Regions from separate parts of the Pan troglodytes genome. Here region 2 is linked to region 1. The links are chromatin contacts, called in public Hi-C maps. All regions are on one chromosome and are shown on one strand. The core of a region is the stretch at or near the end of the contact, and the rest is flanking DNA. Distances in the headings are between cores, read along the strand shown. Region 1 has its middle 170 kb from the start of DUSP4. Region 2 has its middle 90 kb from the start of SARAF.

Evidence for each region. A called contact is a pair of places that touch in the nucleus more often than the background predicts.
Region 2: a Hi-C map of stem cell-derived neural progenitor cells shows a contact between it and region 1, with 2.7 times the contacts expected there. The contact joins two enhancer-like sites. A contact is called at or near these places in 2 of 7 Hi-C or Micro-C datasets (induced pluripotent stem cells and stem cell-derived neural progenitor cells).

The regions. Positions count from the first base shown.
Region 1 is chr7:37,880,638-37,886,502 of NHGRI_mPanTro3-v2.0_pri, reverse strand. No RefSeq gene overlaps it. Among named protein-coding and RNA genes, the nearest start is that of DUSP4, 170 kb to the right of the region's middle. Within about 2 kb of position 1,377, at least 3 of the 24 cell types and tissues checked have an H3K27ac peak or open chromatin away from gene starts, as enhancers often do. A contact at or near this core is called in stem cell-derived neural progenitor cells, where this site is marked.
Region 2 is chr7:38,365,256-38,370,782 of NHGRI_mPanTro3-v2.0_pri, reverse strand. No RefSeq gene overlaps it. Among named protein-coding and RNA genes, the nearest start is that of SARAF, 90 kb to the left of the region's middle. Within about 2 kb of position 1,407, at least 4 of the 24 cell types and tissues checked have an H3K27ac peak or open chromatin away from gene starts, as enhancers often do. A contact at or near this core is called in stem cell-derived neural progenitor cells, where this site is marked.

The DNA.
Region 1 (5,865 bases), core at 128-2,627:
AGGAGTGGGAGAGAAAAAAGGAAGAAAATACTGAGACTGACTCTGAAACGACGTCAAAGCAGCAAGAAACAGAAAGATGATGAAAAATAAATTCCTGAATTCAAAAAGTATCACAGTTTATAGCTGGTTGATGTAGTTCTATAAGTTTCAATACAGTGTTTGTTTTGTTTCTTTTGTTTTGTTTTTGTTTCTCTTTTTTTGAGATGGAGTCTCTCTCTGTCATCCAGGCTGGAGTGTGGAGTGCAGTGGCGCTACCTCGGCTCACTGCAACCTCCGCCTCCCAGGTTTAAGCAATTCTTCTGCCTCAGCCTCCCTAGTAGCTGGGATTACAGGCGCCCGCCACCACACCCAGCTAATTTTTGTATTTTTAGTAGAGACGGGGTTTCACCATGTTGGCTAGGCTGGTCTCGAACTCCTGACCTCAGGTGATCTGCCCACCTCAGCCTCCCAAAGTGCTGGGATTACAGGTGTGAACCACTGTGCCAGGCCCACAATACAGTGTTTTGAACACCAAAATAAAATAGTAGTTATGATCATTGGTTATGCTTAAAACTTGATCTTTGTATTAATAACCCAAAGCATTCATAGAGGTTTGTATTTTGTTCCCTGTTTTCTGCTTTAAAAGGCACAAAGATATATGATGCTTAGAAATAGTTTGGTCACATTTCCTTAAATGTTCAATCCCTTGCAGAGAGGAGTTTGTGTATTTTTCGTTTCTCCAACAATACCCCATAAAAGAGGCTTTGTTAGAGAAAGCATGCTTATGGTGGTCACGGAACATATGTCTCAGTAATCCCCGGACAGAAGTCAGTTGTCCCATCCTTAAGAGCCCTAATGTGCCTCCTGCACTCTGCACACCATTTGTGCAGTGGCCGCGTGGGCCAGCGTCCTGGCAGAGGCGCCGCTCAGGGCCTGGCTGGCTCGGCTTCCTGAGTCAGCACACTCTCCTCTCCATGGAGCAGATGGGCCAACCCTCCGGGAAAGGAAGCTCTTCTAAGATCCTCCTGTCTTCATTCGTCCCAAATGGGCTTTGCTATAAAAAGCAAATTAAACAGCCATTGTTCCTTTTCTCCATGAGGCTGGCATGCTAACATCCTGCCTAATACCAAAGCTCCCGGATGTTTGTTGCTGGCCTGGGGATGCCTGCCACCGCTTACAGCAATAAGAAAAAACATGCCTTCCACTTGGGAACAGAATCGCTCTTAAGTTCCAGGCCTTTCTTTTTCATCATGTCCCTCCCCCCTTTTTTTAACATTATGACATATAGTACACAGCAGAAAAGGGCTTTCTTGTTAGCTCCAGCATTCTTCTCCGTGCCTGGAGAAGTACTCCCACGGCCTTACAAATAGGCTTAGGCGTCTAATCACAAGAGATCCTGAAGGCCTGGCCCTTAAATCTTCCCTGCTACGTGATGTTTCTCAGTGCAACACTTACTGCATTGTGTTCTGGAGTCCTTCTGAAATACCAAGAAGTCACCCTCCTCCCAACCTAAAGAAGAACACATAAAATACTTTCTAAAAAGACAAACAGCTAAGGGTAAAATAATAAAGCCATATTGAGCCCCTACAAGGCAAGGCCCTGAGGGGGAAAAAAGAGAAGTAAAACATATCATATGTCTTCAAGCAGCTTTTGGTCTCTGCAGAGAGAAGAAAAACTGGGAAAAAGAGAGAGAAGAGAGAGAGGGAAATTGAAAGAGAGAGAGAGAGGAGAGGCCACCTGTATTTACCATTTATTACATTGTAATGTAATTGCTGGTGTAATTTTCTCTCTCCTCTCGCTGTACACTCCAGGATCGATAATTTAGGCTTCTATTTTATATGTAAACTATTTCAAATTCGATTTTTACTGAAATCTGATATTTATCAGCAACTCACTGAAAGCCAAGCCATCCTGAAGTGGCTCATGGGGCTGTTTCTCCTATGAGAGTATCTCTGCAACTTCTTTGTGGACCATCCAAAGGTAATTCAGCAGTGGCTGACATTCTATTAGATAAGCTGAGATCCCTCTTTTCACACTTCTCTATGGTCCTATGAGTGCCATTAACCACAGAGCTGTCTCTCTCACTGATGGAATTAATAACTTACTGGCCAGGGACAGTGGCTCACGCCTGTAATCCCAGCACTTTGGGAGGCAGGCGGATCACTTGAGGTCAGGAATTCGAGACCAGCCTGGCCAAAATGATGAAACCTTGTCTCTACTAAAAAAAAAAAAAAAAATTAGCCGGGAGTGGTGGCATGTGCCTGTAATCCCAGCTACTCAGCAGGCTGAGGCAGGAGAATCACTTGAACCTGGTAGGTGGAGGTTGCAGTGAGACGAGATCACGCCACTGCACTCCAGCCTGGATGAGAGAGAGAGACAGTCTCCAAAAAAAAAGGCGGGGGAGGAATTAATAACTTACCACAAACAACTCAAACATTCAATTCATTACTCTTCAATAACCCTAAGGCAGGAATTCAACAATGCAAATAAACCTCAGGAGAGTTCCAGATACAAGGTACCAGAGACAGGCAGTTCTAGGAAAGTGAGTCCCAGGAGGAAAAATATGTCAGAACAGTAGGCTTTTAGCCAAAAGGATTTTCAAAACTAATTTCTCTTCCATCTTTTAGAGAGAAGACTAGATATTTTAAATACTAGTTTTTGAAAGCCAAGCATATTTCTGGGACATTTCACAGTCACTTATTCACTAAACCACTGCTAAACTTGGGGGTCTTTTAGGTTTCCAACCTCAGCTCTCACATGAAGCTTTTCAAAATGAAACCTTGGTATGTGTTTACTGAACAGCTTCTCTCTACATGGTCAAGCAGACTTGTTCTCAGAAAAGGAGAGACATTTCTGGTAAGTAAATGACCCAAACAGGAAGTGAGCCCATGACAAGTGCGCAGAATGTGCTGGAAGGTGTGCAAAGATGAGGAAGGTCCTTGGGGACATAGCTCATGCTTTTCCCAGCAGAGCTCCTCAGCATCGTGGTCTTTTCCCCCTCACCCCCCTGCAAGGAGAGTCCTGGAAGGAAGGTGCCAGCCAGGACCTCTGTGGCCAGTAGGAGCTCATTTCCTGGCCCATGGCTTCTACCTGATGCTGTGATATTGACCAAGCTAACATTATAGGAGATGCAAATTATATGTTTCCTATGACTGCTGTCACAAATCACCACAAACCTGGTGGTTTTTTTGTTTGTTTGTTTGTTTGTTTGTTTGAGACGGAGTCTCACTCTGTCGCCCAGGCTGGACTGCAGTGACGCAATCTTGGCTCACTGCAACCCCTGCCTGCCAGGTTCAAGCGATCCGCCTGCCTCAGCTTGGGATTATAGGCGCGTGCCCTACGCCCAGCTTATTTTTTGTATTTTTTTTAAGTAGAGACAGGGTTTCACCATGTTGGCTATGGTGGTCTCAAACTCCTGACCTCAAGAGATCCGCCCACCCAGGTCTCCCAAAGTGCTGGGAGTACAGGCATGAGCCACCGTGGCTGGCCCAAACTTAGTGGCTTAAACAATACAACTTATTATCTTTCAATTCTGGAAATTGGAAGTCAGAAATGGGTCTCACTGGGCTAAAATCGAGGCATCAGCAGGACTGTGTTCTTTCTGGAGGCTCTAGGAAAGAATCGGTCTCCATGTCTACAAGAACACCCTCAAACTGCACCTTCCTATATCTTCAAAGCCAGCGAGGCCGGTTGGGTCCTCCTCACATTGAGTACCTCTGATCTACGCTTCTGCCTCCATCTTCTAAGGTCCTTTGTGTTAACATAAGATAAACCAGGATAATTCTTGTTAAAGTCAGCTGATGAGCAACTTTAATTCCATCTGCAACTTTAATTCTCCTTTTGCCATGCATTATAACACTCACAGATTCTGAGGATTAGGATGTAGACATCTTCGGCGGCCAGTGGGGAGGGAGGTGAGGGCACACTTTATTTTCCTACCACACAATCAAACACACATAAATAGGATGTAAGATGGGGAAGCATGCCCTCTAGATTAACACAACGAAAATGTGAAAACACCAGGCAATGCAAGTTAGGTGCAAGCTTTAAAGTGAAAAAACACAAGACAGTCATGGGCTGGGGCCAGAACACCCCCATGTGTCAGGGGACATCATAATGAAATCAAAGAAGGATGAAGCCCTCCCAGAGATTTTTGATGTGTGAGAACTAATAGGAACCTCGAGAAGTCATAGCGCTACCTTTATTGAGTGCTCCTACACTTTTGTGGTCAAACATTTTGGTGCAATATTTGAAGATATTAAAAGATGCCAACCAACACAAAGCAAGCTGTCAACCATTGCAGCACTTCACATTGCCTTTAAAAGCACCCAGCCGGGCGTGGTGGCTCACTCCTGTAATCCCAGCACATTGGGAGGCTGAGGTGGGCAGATCATGAGGTCAGGAGTTCGAGACCAGCCTGACCAACATGGTGAAACCCCATCTCTACTAAAAATACGAAAATTAGCTGGGCATGGTGGCACACACCTGTAATCCCAGCTACTCAGGAGGCTGGGGCAGGAAAATCACTTGAACCTGGGAGGCGGAGGTTGCAGTGAGCCAAGATTGCGCCACTGCACTCCAGCCTGGGTGACAGAGCAGGACTCCATCTCACAAAAAAAAAAAAAAAAAAAAGTCCAGGTGTGGTGGCTCACACCGGTAATCCCAGCACTTTGGGAGGCTGAAGCGGGCAGATCACAAGGTCAGGAGATCAAGACCATCCTGGCTAACACAGTGAAACCCCGTCTCTACTAAAAATACAAAAAATTAGCCAGGCATGGTGGTGGGCGCCTGCAGTCCCTGCTACTCGGGAGGCTGAGGCAGGAGAACGGCGTGAACCCGGGAGGTGGAGCTTGCAGTGAGCTGAGATCGCGCCACTGCACTCCAGCTTGGGCGACAAAGCGAGACTTCGTCTCAAAAAAAAAAAAAAAAAAAAAAGAAAGAAAGAAAAAAGAAAAGCACCAATGGTTTTCACACTATTTATTCAATTCCCACCCCTATCGCTTTCAACTCTGAGTCAGGATTGAAAGGAACTGTGTACAGTCCTGACAGTTCAAGAGACAAAGTTCTCACATGTCCCAGTAAACACATGATTTTTTTTCCCCAAGAGTTTGCCCATAGCAAATTGTTTCCCTATTAGCCTAAGTGTTGAACTGGATTTGAAAATCTGGCAAATATCTGGTGCCCATTTAGACTCACAGTACAGAGGGGACCTCCTCGAGAAGGGCTTGAGGGATACCAGTGTATCTTTGCACACTGTTTGAGACCCATGGACTTCTTAAGAGCCAACTCAAATCTTTCCTCTCATCTGCCCAGCAACACTTTTTGGCAGATAAGGAAAATTGAAGTTCCAGCAGACCTGAGACAGAACCTAGTATGTGCTACCCACCCGTAAGTCAGAGTTTTTCTGCTGTGTTTGCTGTCACTCATGTAATCATCCCTGGTTGCTCTATTCTTCCTATTGCATTAATTATGGAGAAGATGGAGTTCCTGGCTGTTATATTATAAACCATATATATATGTTATCCGGATATGCAGTGGGGGTCAGTAAATATCCCTTTCTATCTCTTCTCTAAGTTTTCCCAAATTCAAAACTTCATTATTTTTAGTTTTCCTATGAAATATTATATCCATTAATCTCTGTGTCTCTTTCTCTCTGTTGACCTCTCTGTACTTCTGTCTTCAACTCTGTCTCTCAGTCATCTCTTCCTCCGTCACTCTCTCCCTCTTTCTCTCTTGCCATCTCTCACTATCTCTTCCCTTGCTTTAGAAATTCACTTCATGGTGTCAGATCCATTTTTGTAAACAAGAAGAGACAAGTGCTATTCCAAAGTAGATTTTGGGGTACTTCCTTATCCTAAGCCACTTCATTCATTTTGTCCCACCACT
Region 2 (5,527 bases), core at 158-2,657, 480 kb before region 1:
ACAACCTGCTTTTTTCATTTTACATGAAACCACAAATAGAGGCTTTAAAATCATTATTTTAAGTGGCCGAATAATATAACAGTAAGAAGCTATTGCAAATAAAGCTGTGGTCTACTTTCCTATTTGTATCATTTAAAAAATTCTGTTGCATTATTTCCTGGAATCAGGATCAAAAGGTAACATATTTCATGATACCTAAACATATTATAATGTTGCTTCCCAATATACAATGATGAGTTTAGCAAATATCAATATACAAAGTATGACCGGGCGCAGTGGCTCACACCTGTAATCCCAGCCCTTTGGGAGGCCGAGGCAGGTGGATCACTTGGGGTCAGGAGTTCGAGACCAGTTTGGCTAACATGATAAAACCCTGACTCTACTAAAAATACAAAAATCAGCTGGGTGTGGTGGCAGGTGCCTGCAATCCCAACTATGCAGGAGGCTGAGGCAAGAGAATTGCTTGAACCTGGAAGGCGGAGGTTGTAGTGAGCTGAGATACTGCACTCCAGCTTGGGTGACAGAGCAAGACTCCATCTCAAAAGAAAAAAAAAAATATATATATACACACACATATATGTACATGTATGTGTATATATACACACACATACATGCATGTGTATATATACACACATATATACACACATATGTATATATGTATATACACACATATGTATATATGTATATATATATACACACGTATATGTATATACACATATATATGTATATGTATGTGTGTATATACACATATATGTATATGTATGTGTGTATATACACACATACATGTATATATACACACAAAGTATGAGTTTATCCGTTTTTTAACCATTTTGATAGCACTAGATGTTACCATCAAAACATATTCTGGAGCTTGCATGCTGGCAGGGGCCTGTAGTCCCAGCTAATGGGGAGCCTGAGGCAGGAGGATTGCTTGAGCCCAGGAGTTGGAAGCTACAGTGTGCTATGACTGCACCTGTGAATAGCCACTGCACTCCAGCCTGGGCAACACAGAGCTCGCATCAGTAAAAAACAGTCAATCCCCCAAACCCTCCAAAACTAAAACAACGTTTTCTAGGGTTAGTTTAATAGTTGTAAAATAACCCTGCTGCATGATCAGACATGGATATTATTGCTATCAGATAGTGAATAAATGACCCATGGCTGCCTTAAACAATCTTGTATTCAGTTGGAATAATTTGTCAAAAGAACAGCTTGCCTTTCTGTGTGTGGCCTAGACTGGTAACGGTAATGCAAAAAAACATTAAGATGCTGTAAGATGAACAATCCACTGTTTAGCAATGAGTATCTTCGTATTATTTTTATTTGGCTTGTGGGGTTGTGGAGGGAGTTAAGGCCTCTGACTGAACACTAGAGGGTAGTCCTGGCTACCGAATAGCTCTGCCCTTTCTTCCCATTCATGTTTCCTTAGTATTGTCTTGGGGAAACTGGCCGTGACACCAATGCACGTGGCTTAATACATGCTGCTTGATTGACTTTTTGGCATGATAGTTTCAGGCGATCCGAAATGCAAAGGGATGTTCAGCCCTTGGAGACTCATGTTCCCTTTCCTTTTCTTCCAGTAATGCACTACTTGGGTATTTTCAGGAACAAAAACATCAAAAGAGTTTTCAGTAGAGGATAGGCTGATGCTTACATAGAACCTCAGGCAGCTCTCTACGGAGGATTGTGCAGCAAACCGAGGCGGCAAGGATTGCTGAAGGGCACAGGAGCTGAGCTGCAGGCCTTGGCATTTGGGGATCTTAATGCTTTTGTGGATTGGAATGGAGGCTGGGCCGGGACGGGATCAAAAGTAGGCTGAGCAGGCCAGGCAGATATAGTCACATTGGCCTCTGGGAGGGATGGAAAGCAAAGGAGAAGGAAGCAGTCTTGAGCCCCCAGAGCCAGGACTGACCATCAGAAGAGAGGAGGCAACATGGCCCCGCTAAATAATTAGAACAAGAGTTTGTCCTAATTCTAGGTAGCCTGTTTTTCTGAGGAGCTCAGAAGATATGATCTCATTAGCCCTGAAAGTCAGGATAACTGACAGTTAACCTTCAGGATAACTTCCTCTGGTGCCATTTTGTCGCCCTGAGTAGGACATCAAGTTCCCAACAGCGGAGGGTCATGGGGCTGCACAGAAGCAGGCACCATGTTTAAGTCTCATGCAGTGAGTTGACCGTGGTGGTGTGGGGTCTCTCTTGGTCTGTCTGTGGGCTGAGGCGAGGCTCAAGAGCACCAGCCTCCCATAAACTCAGGTCTTCCCCAGAGCCTTGAAGCCTTTTCAGTGTTCGATCTGAATTTCTCTTGGATCTATCTTCAAACAAATTCAGGGTTTTCCTACATTAAAAACAAACAAAATCCCTTCAATCCCTCTCCCCTCCACCTGCCATACCCTGGAGCTAACTTTCTGTCTTTATCGTTCTCCCCAACATCAAGGAAGATGGAGCTTTATAACATTAAGAGATTTGAAACAATGATGATTGTCCTAGCTGTTGACATGAACTGTGGTTTAGTTTTGCAAAAGTTGGGCTCAAAACATTGAAAACAGCATTTGAAAACTATTTAATTACATATAAAAATTCTTCAGATATAAGTTCAGTGAAACAATCAGGAATAAACCTGCATGTAAAGTGTGATTCCAATTAAAAAACCCAAACCTCCCTAATATATGCAGAGAAAAAATGTCTGGAGGGAACTATCCCGAGATGTTGATAGTGTTTATCTCTGGGGGTGGGAGGATGGGAAATGTAAGTTTTCTTTATACTTCCTTAAAAACGTTTTGCAATAAATTGCTATGAGTTTTTATAATCAGAAAAGGGCTGTATCGTTATGAAGCTGTCTTGTCTCGTCCACTTCCTCCCACTGACTACGTCCTTAACTAACCCTTGCATTTCACTTCCCATTGAGACGTCTCTGCAGAAATGGTTCTCTCCAGGGTCACAAATGGTCACCTGCTTATTTCATGTAGTGTGTGTGTGTGTTTTTTTTTTTTCCTCCCTCAACTTCAACCTACCCCAGTGAAGATCATTTCTACCTTCTTCACTGTCTTCTAAACATTCCCAGCCGGGTGGCACACGGACCTAATTTTCACAATGTTCAAAACAGAACAAATACTCTTTATTTACCTATCTCAGTCTCTCCAGTTCTCCTTCCCAACCCAAATATCCTTCTCATTTTAAACTTTCTGGCTGGGTGCAGTGGCTCACGCCTATAATGCCAGCACTTTGGGAGGCTGAGGTGGGCAGATGACCTGAAGTCAGGAGTTCGAGACCAGCCTGGCCAACATAGTGAAAACCTGTCCCTACCAAAACTACAAAAGAATTAGCCAGCCATGGTGGCACACACCTGTAATCCCAGCTACTTGGGAGCCTGAGGCAGGAGAATCACTTGAACCTGGGAGGTGGAGGTTGCAGTGAGCCGAGATCGTGCCACTGCCCTCCAGCCTGGGTGACAGAGCGAGACTCCCTCTCAAAAAAATAAAAATAAATAAATAAATAAAATTTCTAATGTGTCATTACCTTGTTTACATAGACCTGGACCTGAAGTAGCAGGCCCAGTCTGACACCTCCCTCTTCCCTGTTTTCTTCCCCATCCACTCATTTGCCAAGTCCTCCGAATTCTACTTCTGTAGTTTCTCTTTCACCAAACCACCCGTTGTTTGTTCTCACTGTGTCTCTTCTAGCTCAGAAACTCCCTGTCTGATCTCTGGATCATGCCGAGTATCCTAACAGTTTTCTTTGCCTTTAGTCTTTCGCTTGCACCAATCATCAATCCACCCACTGCGGAGGACAACAGCCTGGCTCTGGGCGGATTTCTACTCTGTGCAGAAATCTCCATGGTCCTCATGGCCTGCTAAACCCCAAACAGGTTTCTTAGGTTTTCCTAGGCCTAACTATCTCTTTCAGTTTTGTTTCCTGCCGTCTCCAATCCAAGCGTGTCGGTCTAAGCAGAGCGCACACTGTTACCCTGAAAACAAATGTGAACCTGAAAGAGCTATTCCTTCGAGATGGATCCTGAGTGGCTAACTGGACCTATTTTATTGATTGATTGATTGATTGATTGATAGGGGTTTTGCTACACTGCATAGGCTGATCTTGAACTCCTGAGCTAAGGGAGTCTTCCCACCTCGGCATCCTAAAGTGCTGGTACTACAGGCCTAAGCCACTTTGCCCAGGCCTGGACCTATTTTAAATAAAGTCAGGCAGCCATTTGCTGACTACAGGTCACATGTGTACTCTGAGTTCCTCAAAAACCCACATTCCTACTTAACTTTAGGACTTTCAGAGTTCACCTGAATCAATCAATCAGAGCTCACCTGCCTTGGCCTTTCCGGGCTTAGTTTTATCAGCCTATCAGGGTTCAGCTGTATCTACCAATCAGAACTCACGTGTTGACCAGTCAGAACTAAGTAAGTTTGAATTCTGCATTTGGGTAAGTAGACCTGATTGGGAACCTGGGTGAGAAATTTGGCTATAAAACCTGAACTCTCGGCAGGGTGTGGTGGCTTACCCCTGTAATCCCAGGACTTTGGGAGGCTGAGCTGGGTGGATTACCTAAGGTCAGGAGTTCGAGACCAGCCTGGCCAACATGGAAAAACCCTGTCTCTACTAACAACACAAAAATTAGCTGGGCGCAGTGGCAGGTGCCTGCAATCCCAGCTGCTAGGGAGGCTGAGGCAGGAGAATCGCTTGAACCTGGGAGTCAGAGGTTGCAGTGAGCCTGGGTGACAGAGTGTGACTGTCTCAAAACAAACAAACAAACAGAAAAACAAAACCAAAAACCTGAACTCTCCCTTTGTTCTCTGGGTTGCACCTTCACTTTAAATGGAAGGCTACGTCTCTCCTGTTTGCAGACTATTCAATGGAATAATCTTTTTCCTCCAAATTCCTTTTCAGAGACCTTCTGTTCAAAATCCAAACATTCTCTACCAAATGCTTGCTTTCTTGTGCCATTCAGAGAATCACAGATTCAGAGGGGACCAGGGTTAACATGTTAAATTCCTTCTATCATTCTTTCTTGTCCAATGTCTTTTGAGTAAACTCCAGCTTGTTCATGACCCTTTAAAATTTGGTTCCTAGAACTAATTTCAGCATTCCGAGTTCAACATGCTTTTGTCTGGGAAGGGCATTGGAGATGAAGAGTTGATGGTGGAAACGGAGACTGATTATTCACAGAGACTTCCATTTGGCACTGAAGTAGCTTGCTTGACCGAGAGTATGAGACTGTGATCCCCAACAGAGGTGCAAGGATATAAAAACATGTCTAATAGTCTGAGGTGGCTCAGACGAGAAGAATGAGGTCTCTGAGAGGAACTCACTGTGAGAACAAGAAGAGATGAGCTCAAGCCACCTCAATGCCTGTGGAGCATTGGGTCCACAGGCTTGGAGGAGTAGATTCTACTGGTTATGGAATTCATTAGGACCTAGCCAGGCTGGGGTAGGTGGAGATGGTGGTGTGAGGCTGGTAATTCTGATTATGTGGATGTGAATTACATGGATGGTAACATTTGAAGACACTGGCATCTTTG